Linked DNA regions of Hordeum vulgare: region 2 is linked to region 1. A link is a contact called in public Hi-C data. All regions are on one chromosome and are shown on one strand. Each heading gives the region's core, a stretch centred on a gene start, on an enhancer-like site or on the middle of the called end of the contact. The rest is flanking DNA. Distances are from core to core; before and after follow the strand shown.

Region 1 (6,434 bases), core at 945-3,444:
ACGTGTCAGGGAGGAGCGCTGGTTGCGGGATGGGGGGCTGACGCAGGAAGGAGGTCCTACGAGGGGTGGCCGGCGTAGGGATCTACGGTGGGCGGGGCAGCGCTCGGGGGAGGTTGCGGGGTGGGGGCGGACGTAGGAAGGATGTCCGGCGTGGGGATTTGCGGTGGGCGGGGCGACGCTCGGGAGAGGGGAGACAAAGAGAAAGAGAAAGAGAGTGAGGGAGAGAGGTGGGTGGGGGTTGCAGCGACCGTTGTAGGGCATCCCCTTTGCTGTGCGCTAGCAGACAACAAAGAGGGGGGTGGGTGCGGGGTGGCGTCGGCCGTTAGGGCATCCCCTTTGTCGTCCGCTCGCAGACAACAAAGGGGGGGGGGTGCCTGCGCAAAGATTTGGCTGATGGCAAACACTTTCTTTGCCATCAGTCAAAGCTTTGTCGTCCGTTTTATGACAGCTGACGGCAAAGAGGCTTTTTGCCATCAGCGAGCAAAGGACAAATAACTCACTGATGGCAAATTCCCTGATTCGAATAGTGTAACTAGCATTCACATGCACTGGTCAATTTATTGCATGCAATGATATTAATTAACAAATTAACATTAATTTCTCTCATTTTTCTCTTCGTCTTGATCGCGATGCACAACCTAAGATGACTTATAAACAAAAATAGAGAGAGTAGCAAAATTAAACGCTATGAGTGGTTGTTGCTTTTCCTATGGAAGTTGAGGTCTTGAGTTCAATTGCAATAGAGCAAAACATTTTTTTTCAACCATATTTTTGTCAGTTGGACAAAAAAAAAGCACGGAACATGCCAAGTTTGGCCATGTATAATTGACGAACAAAAACGAAAAACAGACGAAAAAAGGAAGAAGCGTTCACCCCTTTAATAGTATAATATATTATATATATTATATATATATATATATATGTATAGAAAATATATTCGTCACTCAGGATGCAAAATAAGTTATTATTCATCCAGGTAATCTTACGATCATTCATAGATAAATTAAATTTGAAATACCAATAGTTACATTAATATTGATTCATTACGTAAAATTGGATATAAAAAATTAAAATATAGGTTACAAGACCAGAAAAAACGCATTTTATGTATATTTTACACTATGTTTTTATGTTTGTAATTTTATATGACATAAAATATTTTTATGGTGACTATATATTTTTCTTACGGTCTCTTTTTATGTATGAAATAAAAAAAATTGAAACATAAAATTACGATGCATTGATGTAAAAATAGAGAGATGAAAAATAGTTAACCTGGATGAGGAATAGTTATTTTCCACCCCTTTTATTTTACTATCAATGCATCATACTCCCTCCGGTTCTTTTTAGTCTACGTATTAGCTTCCCGTAATTGTTTTCTTGCTTCTTACCTAAAAACAAAACGTAAGAAAATATTGAATCATCGTAAAAAATATTTTACACTATGTAAAGTTACGAACGTAAAAACATAGTGTAAAATTCACATAAAATGCATTTTTTCTGGTCTTGTAACATATGTTTTTGTTTTCTTATGTCATATTTTACATAATGAATATATATGCATGTAGCTATTTTTATTCAAAACAAAATTTATTTATGAATGTAACGTAAAATTATCTCGAGTGAAGAATACCTCATTATACACCCTGAGTGATGATTAACATTATTTTATATATATAGAGAGAGAGAGCGAGAAAGTCTATTCATCAACCAGAATGCAGAATAAGTTATTTTTCATCCGAAGTAACCTTAGGATCGTTTCATAAATAAAATACATTTGAAATAGAATTAGTTACATTCTTATTCATTCACCACGTGAAAGTTGAGATAAGAAAACAAACATAGTAAGCATAGGATTAGAAAAATTACATTATATATATATATTTTACGATATGTTTTTATGTTTGCAATTTAACGTGACATGCAATATTGTTTATATTTTTTTTTATATTTTCTTACGTCTTTTTATGTATGAAATAAGAAAAAAATTACGGAACCTAAACTTACGTATAGGGGGAGGGGGGCGGGTGTATACGTCCATGATATAAATAAAACAAGGGTTCATGCAGAAAACAAAACAGAACAAAAACACCGCAAAACGAACACCAAGACGCTGACACAACGGGCCAGTGTGTACACTGTACAGAACCCTAGCGGATTATGCTTTCCCGTATAAACCCAATCTCACCCGTAGCTCTCCGAAGACCGCAGCCACCAGTATCCGACCCCCGATCCTCCCGCTCGGCCGCTCGCGCCGCCGTGCACATAGCGGGCGCCAATGGAGCGCATCCACCTCGCGGTGTCCCACCGCCCGGCTCTCCCGCTTCCCACTCCTCACAACCACCTCCGCCGCCGCCATCTCCAGCTGCAGCCCTCCGCTAATTCTCTCTCCCTCTCCCGCCCCATCTCCCCTCACATCTCCCTGGCCACACGCCGCCACCTCCATCCTCTCCTCGCCTCCGCGTCCGCCACCCAAGCTTCAAGCCCGAACACTGAGCCCGCACCGGCGCCACCCCTCGCCGCGGCCTCGTCCGGCGCGAAGCTGCTCCCACTCGTCGCCTCCATCGCGGTCGGCCTCGCAGTGCGATTCCTGGCGCCGCGGCCCCCCGAGGTGACTCCGCAGGCGTGGCAGCTCCTCTCCATCTTCCTCTCCACCATCGCAGGGCTCGTCCTCGGGCCGCTCCCAGTCGGCGCGTGGGCATTCCTCGGCCTCACTGCTACCGTGGCCACGGGTACGCTCCCGTTCACGGCGGCGTTCGGGGCATTCACCAACGAGGTCATCTGGCTCATCGTCATCTCCTTCTTCTTTGCACGGGGGTTCGTCAAGACCGGCCTCGGCGACCGCGTTGCCACCTACTTCGTCAAGTGGTTGGGTGGAAGCACTCTGGGCCTATCCTACGGTCTCACCATCAGTGAGGCATGCATCGCGCCGGCCATGCCCAGCACCACGGCGAGGGCTGGAGGGGTGTTCCTTCCCATTGTCAAGTCGCTGTCGCTATCGGCCGGCAGCAAGCCGAATGATCCATCAGCGAAGAAGCTGGGTGCCTACCTTGTGCAGTCTCAGCTGCAGGTACACTACAATTTACTGATGCACATGCCAAAAGGCCGCGCTTTTCAATTATAAATTTAAGATATTGCAGATAAATCATTTTAATCTGGGAGGTGCATTTTGCCCAGATGCTCATCAATTTTTCCCTAGATTGCTGATTTCATGATATGCGCTCATAGCTAGGATCATGTTCTGTTTCTCTTATCCTAATGGAATAAGTAATTAGCATTTTATCTCTATACTATATTGCTTATGGGGGTGCTCATAATGAGCCCTTCAATTACAGTTGCGTCGCATGGGTTGTCCATATGCTGGCAACTTGGCAAGCCAGTAGGATGGATCTTAGTAATAATTATTACACTCCTAAGATTATAATTTCTTATGTGAAATTTTCTATCTTGCTATTATTAATCAAGAGTTCTGTTTGCTTCCTCATTGCATTCAGAAGCATGCGTTCTGGGTTACTCTTATACTTGAAAACACCTTCACTCTGAAATTATTGGAAAATATGTGGCATTTGTATCACAAGATCTGGTTTGTATGTCATTTTTCTAGTATGCTAGTGATATCTATCTGCGTTCAATGCTGTGTCAGGGGCAGAATTTGATACATGTAGGCTGTACTAGTGTTGTTTCAATGGGTTAAATTACACAGTCTACAGATAGTTGTGATTATGGGGTCTATATGTTTTTACTATTAATTAAGGGTTCTTCATAATTACTGGGATTTGACTCTGTTATGTGGGCTAGCTCATCAAATGATGGAATCTTATCCCTTAATGGAGTCCTGGTTGATTAAGCAAGTTTGTTAGGACTTAGGAAATAGTCCTATCAGTTTAGATTGAAGTATTAGAGTTTGAATGGACTTACCGGCTTGTTGGTCAACTCTTGTCTACTGTATAAAAGGGCTGACCCTGTAAATAAAGCAAGCAAAGAAGAATTGTGTCGTCTACTTTTCAATAATCAGGGTTTTGTCACCAGTAGATTATTCCAGTTTGGTACCTGAGCCATCTACGATGGTGGCACAGAAATTGAGATCGAGGCTGTGGAGCAGATGAAGGACATCACGGAGCAATTGGATGCCTTCACACGCCAACGAGCAGAGGACCAGGCGCTCCTTGTCGGGCTAGTGCAGTGTTTGATGGCACTCGAGCAACGACTGCAGCCTTGCCGACGCCACTAGATCCCATGGCTGCAGCGGCCGACCATGACGGTCCCAGGCCCTCCTCCCCAGCGACAATTTAACCCCTGGTGCTTCCCCTCGCCAACAACGCCTGCCATGCCCCCTTCTTGAGTGGGGAATCACCGATTGCCCACCCCAACCACCTACTTTTCTGCCATCAACCAGCTACTTGCCATCACAACACAACCATGTGTTGACTCCTGCTAACCACCACCAGCCATCATCCCCCTTTTACCACCTCCAGCCATCTCCTTACTCGTCAGCTGCCACATCAATCTGGGCCACTTCGCACCCCCACCTTACAGCTCAAATCCCACCCAAATCCTGCCCCAATTTTGTCGCCCACCTACTAGCAACAGCTCTACCATCACCAGCCGCAGATCGCTGCCACCTCTATTGCCTTCATGCCTCCAGCCACCAATCGATTCCTTACACCGATATGGCCGTGCCCACCTCCAGAACCCATCTATTGATCCACCCTGCCCATCACCTGCCTTCCGCTCCTGCCTAACCATCACCTTGACCCGGGTTCAGGTTCTGGCATACCCCGCTTCCACAAGCTCGACTTCCCCCAACATATGATGGCTCGGTTGATCCTCTTGGTTGCCTTAGTAGGTCCGAGCAGTTTTTTCATTGACAACACTTGAACGAGTCCGACAAGGTTTGGACTTCAGCCAACGACCTCACTGATGGCGCTCAGTTCTGGTACTTACAACTCGAGTACAATTTCAGCAGGCGACATGGAAGCAGTTCAAGGAGGCTTGCCACGTTCAGTTTGGGCCATCACATCGAGCAAGTCCCTTGGGTGAGTTGGCACGTTTCCATTCACTTCCTTGGTCGCTGACTACACCCACAAGTTTCTAGCGCTCAAGTGCCGCAACAATTAGCCATTAACACCGTCCAACAACGGTACCTGTACACGGCAGGCCTGCCTAATGGTCTTTGTGTTAACATCAAGCTTCATTGATCATCTGACCTCCACACTGCCACCTCCTTCACCAAGGCCTACGAGCAGTGGCATTTCCTTCCAACATCACTACGCTAGCCTTTTGAGTTCCTCCTCCGATCCTCCTGCGGTCAGTACAACTCCAGTGTCGCCACTTCCAACGCCTCTAGCACCTATTCTACCTTCGACCACTTCAAAGTGAACGCCGCCATGGCGGGTTTGGCGCCTCAGCCCAACTGAGTTGGCAGACCGTCCTCGTTTTGGGCCTTTGCTTCAACTACGATGGGATTTATGTTGGGTCACCATTGTGTGCGACTCTTCTTCATCGAGGCCGACGACTACGACCAAGATAGCTCCACAACTGGTACCCAAGGTTCCTTGAGGGTAATTGACAAGGTACAACTTGCGAACAAATTGATTTTGAAGAAAGGGAGAGATGTTTGTTATGTGGACCAACCCATCAAACATGGAATCTTACTCTTATCCCTTAACTAGAGTCCCGATTGATTAAGCAAGTTTGTTAGAAAGAGTCTAGTTAGTTTAGAGATCATATTAGAATTTGAATAGCCTTATCTTCTTTTCGATCAAGTCTTGTCTACTATATATGTTGTTGTAATAAAAAACCACATAAGGCAGTTTTTGTCGATCAAGTCTTGTTTGCTATATATTCAATCGAGAGTTTGAAAAGAGTCGTGGTAGATATTTCTCGTTGTCGAGTCGTCGTGGTACCATGCTAGCGAGCATTTCATTCGACAATCTTAAAAACATGCATATATGGCGGTTGTGGAACGAATCGATGTATACTGGAGAGAGGCATTTTTTTTTCTGGATTTGGCCACGATCCCCGATCGAGTGAAGCTTAATTGTCGTCGTTTTCTCATGACCAAAGTTGTCAGAAGCACGACTCAAGTCTTAGAATGTTACGATCTTACAATCCAAACTATCCCCTCCGATTTTACGATATTGCTCATAGAATCTAAGTTTCTACGATCCCAATAGGTATGATTCTACGATTCATGATCCTAGCAACGGAGCTCTGATGCGATTTAGAATCGCGATTCTGATAACTTTGCTCACGACAGATGCCATGGGTGGCTAATCGAACGTGGTTGGGTCCGTAAGAACGCCGACAGGCTGTGAAATGGGATTGGGGACAATCGGTGCGAGACACTCGATGTACCCAGGTTCGGGGCCCTTCGTGGGAGGTAACACCCCTAGTCCTGCTTGTGTTGGTTGATAAACCGAATGGGGCTACCA
Region 2 (6,147 bases), core at 2,268-4,767, 310 kb before region 1:
GCCATCTCATAGATAATATCAGAGTTTACATCACACATTTATTCAGACAAGGTAGTTCCGCTACGGACTACATAACATGAGAAAAGGCTATGCTACCCTGCATGCTTGCCCACGGTCACGACCTCACCTCAGTCTTCTGGATAGTTTACGTACAGGCGGTCGTTCTCCTCATCGTACTGTCACGCCAGCTGCGTGCCATCGAGATCACCTGTGTCGGGCGTACCTGTACCTGTTGGGGTGTTGAAGTAATCTGTGAGCCACAGGGACTTAGCAATCTTTGACCTCGGTACCGAAACTAGTCAAGTTATTAGGTGAGGAAGGTTCAGTGTTTAGGTTGCAGCATCCTAAGCATTTATGGTGGCTAACTTACGTAGAACAAGTTATTGATGTGGTGGTCTACGCTATCGGGCGAAGACTAACTGATCACTAAGTGATCCTGAGCACCTACTTACGTCAAACATAACCCCGCCGTGTTCCCGATCGAAGAGAGGTCTTCGAAGGGGACAATCACGGTTATGCACACGATTGACAATTTTATTAGAATTAGTTCAAGTTATCTAGAACCGGATGTTAACAAATATTTCAAGTTGCCACATAACCGCAGGCACGGCTTTCCGAAAGATTAAACCCTGCAGGGGTGCTCCAACTAGTCCATCACAAACGGTCACGGGCCGCAAAGTAATCCTCTATCACGAATCTCGTGATCTTGCCGGATTCCTTAGAGGAAAACCTCGACTCTGGGGAGAACCAAAGCTTCACCGGGATTCCTATATGCAAGATATATCGCTAAGGTAAGACAAGACTAGCAGAACCTCCCGATGTGTCGACGACCCCGATAAGAGCCGCGTATCTCAGCCTCAGGACACGACGGATGGAACTAGCTACAAGAACCAAACCTCAAGTTTCCTTGTGGTGGCCCCGCATGCCAACCAGGTTGGACCAACACTCATGAGGAGCACTGGCCCGGGGTGTTGATTAAATTCCTCGGGGTAGCTATTCCCTATGCAAGTTATTATTAAGTGATTAGCAGATTAAAACCAATGTTGGGTCCTGCCGGACAAGTCTTAACACTACACGATTTATCAAGGGGGTCCCCATAACAACCCCGGACGTGTTAGGAGCGATCAGTTATGGAATCAAACACCGGTAGCCGGAAACTATGGCGGCAATAACGGAACAAAACACCCGGCAAAAGGCTAGGCCTCCCGCCAGTACCAAGTATATAGGTGCATTAATTAAATTACAGATTTAACATAATGATATCAAACTCATGTTATCACATGAGACAAATACACCTGCAACTAGCAACGCTAACATTAGAAGCTGAGCGAGCCTACTTAGCCATTCAATATTTGCTAGAAGGGGAATGTGTTTGGGTTTCATGGCAATATCAGGAGGCAATTATTTCAGTGGTAGGCAGCGAGCATATGACGAAGGAAACGTGAATCTAGGCACAACAAGACTAGAGATGGTATCAAGGTCATGTCATCTTGCCTGTGATGTCTTCAGCTTGGAGCTGCTCTTGTTCGTCCTGCACGTACTCTCCCGGATCCACGTACTCGCTCTCCGATCCCGGTGCTACCCAACATAAAAATAGCATCCAATGAACAACAACACAACATGATGCAACATACACATGATGCATGAGATGAGAATGAAAATGCATCTCTAATATAGTCACTTGCATATGCATGAGAAGAAACTACAAACTTCTGGACAGAACTTCCCCCTAAGCTATCTTGACATGCATGAAGATGACATGAACAGATGCATCACGCGAAAACGAAGCAAAAACATATAAAGAACGTTACGAACGGAGCTACGGATCAACCGGAAACCACGAAACAAGAAATGGAGTCCTACGGATCAAATCCATCACAAACACACTTCAATGGCATACTACTGGTATTCCCAGGTTGCCAAATCACCAAACAAACAAGTATAGATGGGGTGGTGCAAAGAAACTCACCACACCATCAACTATGAACTCACAAGCATCAAAACAACAAAACTATACATTCTGTCCTAAACAGCAACATAGCAGTTTGAGAGCAACATGCAAAGCACCTACAGCCACCCAAATGTGCCAAATAAGATATGTGGCAGAAGCTATTCAAAAGCTCTACAAGCATGAGCAAAAAGATAATACAAAGGAGTTACACACAGAAAGATCTACAACTGCTAACTTGGCCAAAATTATCAGTTTTCAAGGACTTCGTGAAATTCTCAGACTTTCACAGCTTTCAAAACAATATCTACAGGGAGTGAAATGGAATGAAAATTGACAGAGAGCTAGACAAACACAAAAGCTCCAACTTTCCAGTTGATTGCAAGGGCTGATTCCCAACACATGAACTTTTGCAAGCACAACTACAAGGGAAGAAAATAATAGCAGTTTCTGAAAATCACAAATTTTCACTAAGCTGAAATTTCAGCCACATGCCTACTTTGACTAAGCACAACTTGCACATATAAACTCTTAAGCATAAAACAAAACCACCATGTTGTAGAGGGGTTCACCCTCTACTGCCACAACAAGGAACCATCCTCTTGGGCTCATCACATCACATGGAACCAAGCTCTAAACATTGAACAAAACAGAAAAATGACATTCCCAGAAAGTGTTCTAAAGTGGAATCTGATTCCACTATTGGATTTCTGGGATGATTCTACCCCAAAAACATATATAATACCTAGGTACTTGCATAGAACAAATGGGCACAAAGCTAAGATGAAAATCTACATGGAATCACCTAGAGGTAAATAGTGCTATATCACATGTGCTTCTCACTAGATCATCACCTACACATGCATTTGCACACACCCATAAATCCAATGATGACATGAGGGTTTAGACCTCATGTATGTGTGCATAGCACATCACCATTCACACACACATGCCTCAAGCATACACACACTCACATACATACACTCACATCTCTATCACTATCTCACACACTTACAAGTTTGCACACAAGCCTAAGGCAAAGCCATGCCTTGGCATGTGGGTGTCACACACACACATGCACACACACACACACACTCCACATGATCACCTACACACACAAGAATCACTACTCCTACACACAAAGTATGTGGGGGGGGGACCCACACACACAATCACACACTTCACAAACTAGTGCATAAGCTCAACACTCATGAACATGAGTAACACACAGACATATACACACTACCCTAGTGCAACACACGCATACTAACGCCCACACATACATGGAAGCTTGCTCACACATACACTAGCACAACCACAAGCATAAGCATCAAGTGCTACTAACTAAAACATAGATGAAACCTACTGGAATAAATATTTTGGCAACAAAACCTTGCTGCCCAAGCAATTAACAGCCTACAAACTAAATCAGCAAAAGGAAAAAAATAACAACAAAAGGTGTGGCTTGGGGGAATCGAACCCCAAACCTGCTGGTCAGCACACAGAACCAACACCACTGCGCTACTGCTCAGACACTCGACAGAACCGAGGAGACATACAGGGTAAGCTCTGCTCCTGCTGCTACTGTGCCGAAAATAAAACACAAAAAGGGTGCGCGCTGCGGGACTCGAACCCACAACCACCAGATGCGCCAAAACCCACCTACCACTACGCTGCGCGCTCGGATGTTAATAGAGGGAGGCTCTGCTCTTTTGAGCAACCCCCTCTGGATCTACTTCTGCCGACGGTGGCCGGAACAGGGGAGGCTCACCGCCGGCGATCCACACCGAATTGAGCTCGGGCTCGTCGCAGGGAGGAAGAGGGAACATCCCCGGTTCCATTCCACTACCTAACTCGCCACGAGAAGGCCTACGGCTACGGCTCCACGACACGCGGCGGCGCCGACGACAGAGGGAAGAACATCGGCGATGATACGGCCCTATACGCGTGATCTAGCTACGGGGGAAGGGGTAGGTTGCTCGTGCTCACCCACTGGTCGAGGAAGCCGAGCCTGCCGGAGAGGAAGTAGGGGAAGAAGCCGAGGCGGAGGAGATCGTCGGCGTGGAAGAGGAAGAAGGGGACGGCGTCGACGTCATGGAAGCAGACCCGATCTGCACCTCCTAGCTGCGGGAACGGATCCCCTTGAGGTCCCGCGTGCTCCTGGGCAGCTCGGAGAGGGCGGAGACGTACTGCAACAACGACGACGAGCTCCTCATGGTACGGCCATGGCGGAGGAGGAGCTCGGCCCGACTACTTTCGATCTGGGGAGAGGGAGGAGGAAGAGGAAAGCAGTGGCGGCGGCTTGGAGGAACCCTAGGCCCTGCACGGACGCCAAGGGGGCTTTATAGGAGGAGGAGGCGAGGGACGCGTGGCCTCGACGTCCGTGAGCACTGTCTCTGAAGAAAACTGACGGAAAGGTGGGGAAGAAGAAGACGGCGTCTACAGGAGAGGGAAGGATTGGACTGCTGCGCGAGAGAGGGGGGTTACTGGGCCAGCTAGGGGAGAAAGCCCGCTCGAAGGCGCCGGGTAGAGAAAAAGAAAACCCACTGGGGTTTTCTATTTTAAAACAAACAGAGACAAAAAATAAAACACAGGTAGCACTGTTGAAGCTAAAATACAACAAAAATGTCCCTGATCATAAGGGAATTATGACCTATTTAAATAAAATGAAAAGGGAATTTTTGGAGCTTTAAAATATTTACAAAACAGAATTAATTACACTGTTTTGTGAATATTTGCCCCTCTCAAACATGGATTCAAAACACTTTAAACCTAGCATCACATCCACCATAAAACACTTTGAAATATGAACATTTTTGAATCAAGGATGGGGCAAGTGAAACTTGAGCTTTGAGAAAATGGAGAGGGGGTTTTGAAATCTATTTGCAAACCAACATAGTAGCACCCCACTTCCCAATACAACCTTCAACAACACATAGCACATCAACATCACACCAAACCATGGATTCACAATGGCAACAATCACAAAGGAGGCAAGGAATGAAATGGATGCATGCATGCAAAGGGAAACAAGACAAGGTAAGCATCACATGAAATAACACATGCATTTCTCACAAGGCACTGACAAGATGGACCCACATACAAGAAGGTTCCAAATAAGGCAAATTACACTCTGGGGCATTACATTGCGTCTCCTTCACCGTTCTACGCAATCCCTTGACCCGCGTGCGAAGCGCAAGCTGGGCCCGTGCTATGCGGGGCCATTTTCGGTGCTGGAGCATATCGGAAAGGTGGCCTACCGTCTTCAGCTTCCGGCCAGTGCTCGCATCCACGACGTCTTCCATGTGGGGCTCCTGAAGCCTTTCTGTGGGGAGCCACTGGCAGCAACGCCGGCACTACCCCCGACCTCCGACGGGCGACTCCTTCCCGGGCCAGCAAAGGTGTTGCAGGCCCAACTACGTCGCGGGGTGTGGTACCTGTTGATCCAGTGGGAAGGCCTTCCAGAGGAGGACGGGACGTGGGGAGCAGCGTGACGAATTCCGTCAACACTATCCAGACTTCCAGCTCGAGGACGAGCTGTTTGCGCAGGCGGGGAGAGATGTTATGACCGGTACTACGTACCAACGGAGGAGGCCCAATGGGCAGGATTGGTACGGGCTTAGCCCAAGTTATCGAGATTATATAAACCGATGTAAACAGCTTTTTTGGAATTAAGCAATAAGACAATTCTATTGCCCGGCTCCCAAAGGAGCCGGAACCCTAACCCTAGCCGCCGCCTCCTCCCTGCGCCGAGACGGCGCCGTCGCGCCGGCTGCGGCACCCTCGTCTCCTCCAAACCCCCTCCTATCCTTATAACCTAAGGCAGAGGCCTGGTAGAGCCCTAGCTCCTACCATACATGCATGCTTGTTTCTTTCAATCTTGATGTTTACTGAAGCTTCTTTCCTACTCCTAATGTTAACTTGATGTATTTCTGTTTGTGCTCTTTCATGATATTTTGGTACTTGTTGAAATAGGAAATGCACACTGTTATGGCCGGTACCATGGCGTTGTTGAGATGACTGTGCGCATTTTGAACCTTGATAATACATGTACTATATATACATCTACTCTTTTGATCAGGTAATGAAGTTTGAAGATCTAAAAGAGCTAGGCAGTGAATCTGCTGTGAAGGTGTGCACATACATTCTATGTTTGATCTGTATTAGTTGCTTTTTGATGTTTAAACTCACAACACAAC

The links. Hi-C and Micro-C count contacts between places; a contact is called where the count stands out from the background.
Region 2: a Hi-C map of leaf shows a contact between it and region 1, with 2.7 times the contacts expected there. The contact joins the enhancer-like site here to the promoter of LOC123413440 in region 1. A contact is called at or near these places in 1 of 6 Hi-C or Micro-C datasets (leaf) and 1 of 1 datasets of contacts at active chromatin or transcription factors (embryo).

What each region holds. Positions count from the first base shown.
Region 1 is chr7H:296,633,485-296,639,918 of MorexV3_pseudomolecules_assembly, reverse strand. It overlaps LOC123413440 (dicarboxylate transporter 2.1, chloroplastic-like), which reads left to right and starts at 2,194. Exons shown (of 4, transcript XM_045106373.1): 1 at 2,194-3,070. The coding sequence starts at 2,279.
Region 2 is chr7H:296,950,056-296,956,202 of MorexV3_pseudomolecules_assembly, reverse strand. LOC123412419 (obg-like ATPase 1) reads left to right here. Exons shown (of 12, transcript XM_045105359.1): 11 at 6,030-6,080. Among protein-coding and RNA genes, the nearest start is that of LOC123408003, 61 kb to the right of the region's middle. Within about 2 kb of position 3,517, at least 1 of the 3 cell types and tissues checked has open chromatin away from gene starts, as enhancers often do. A contact at or near this core is called in leaf, where this site is marked.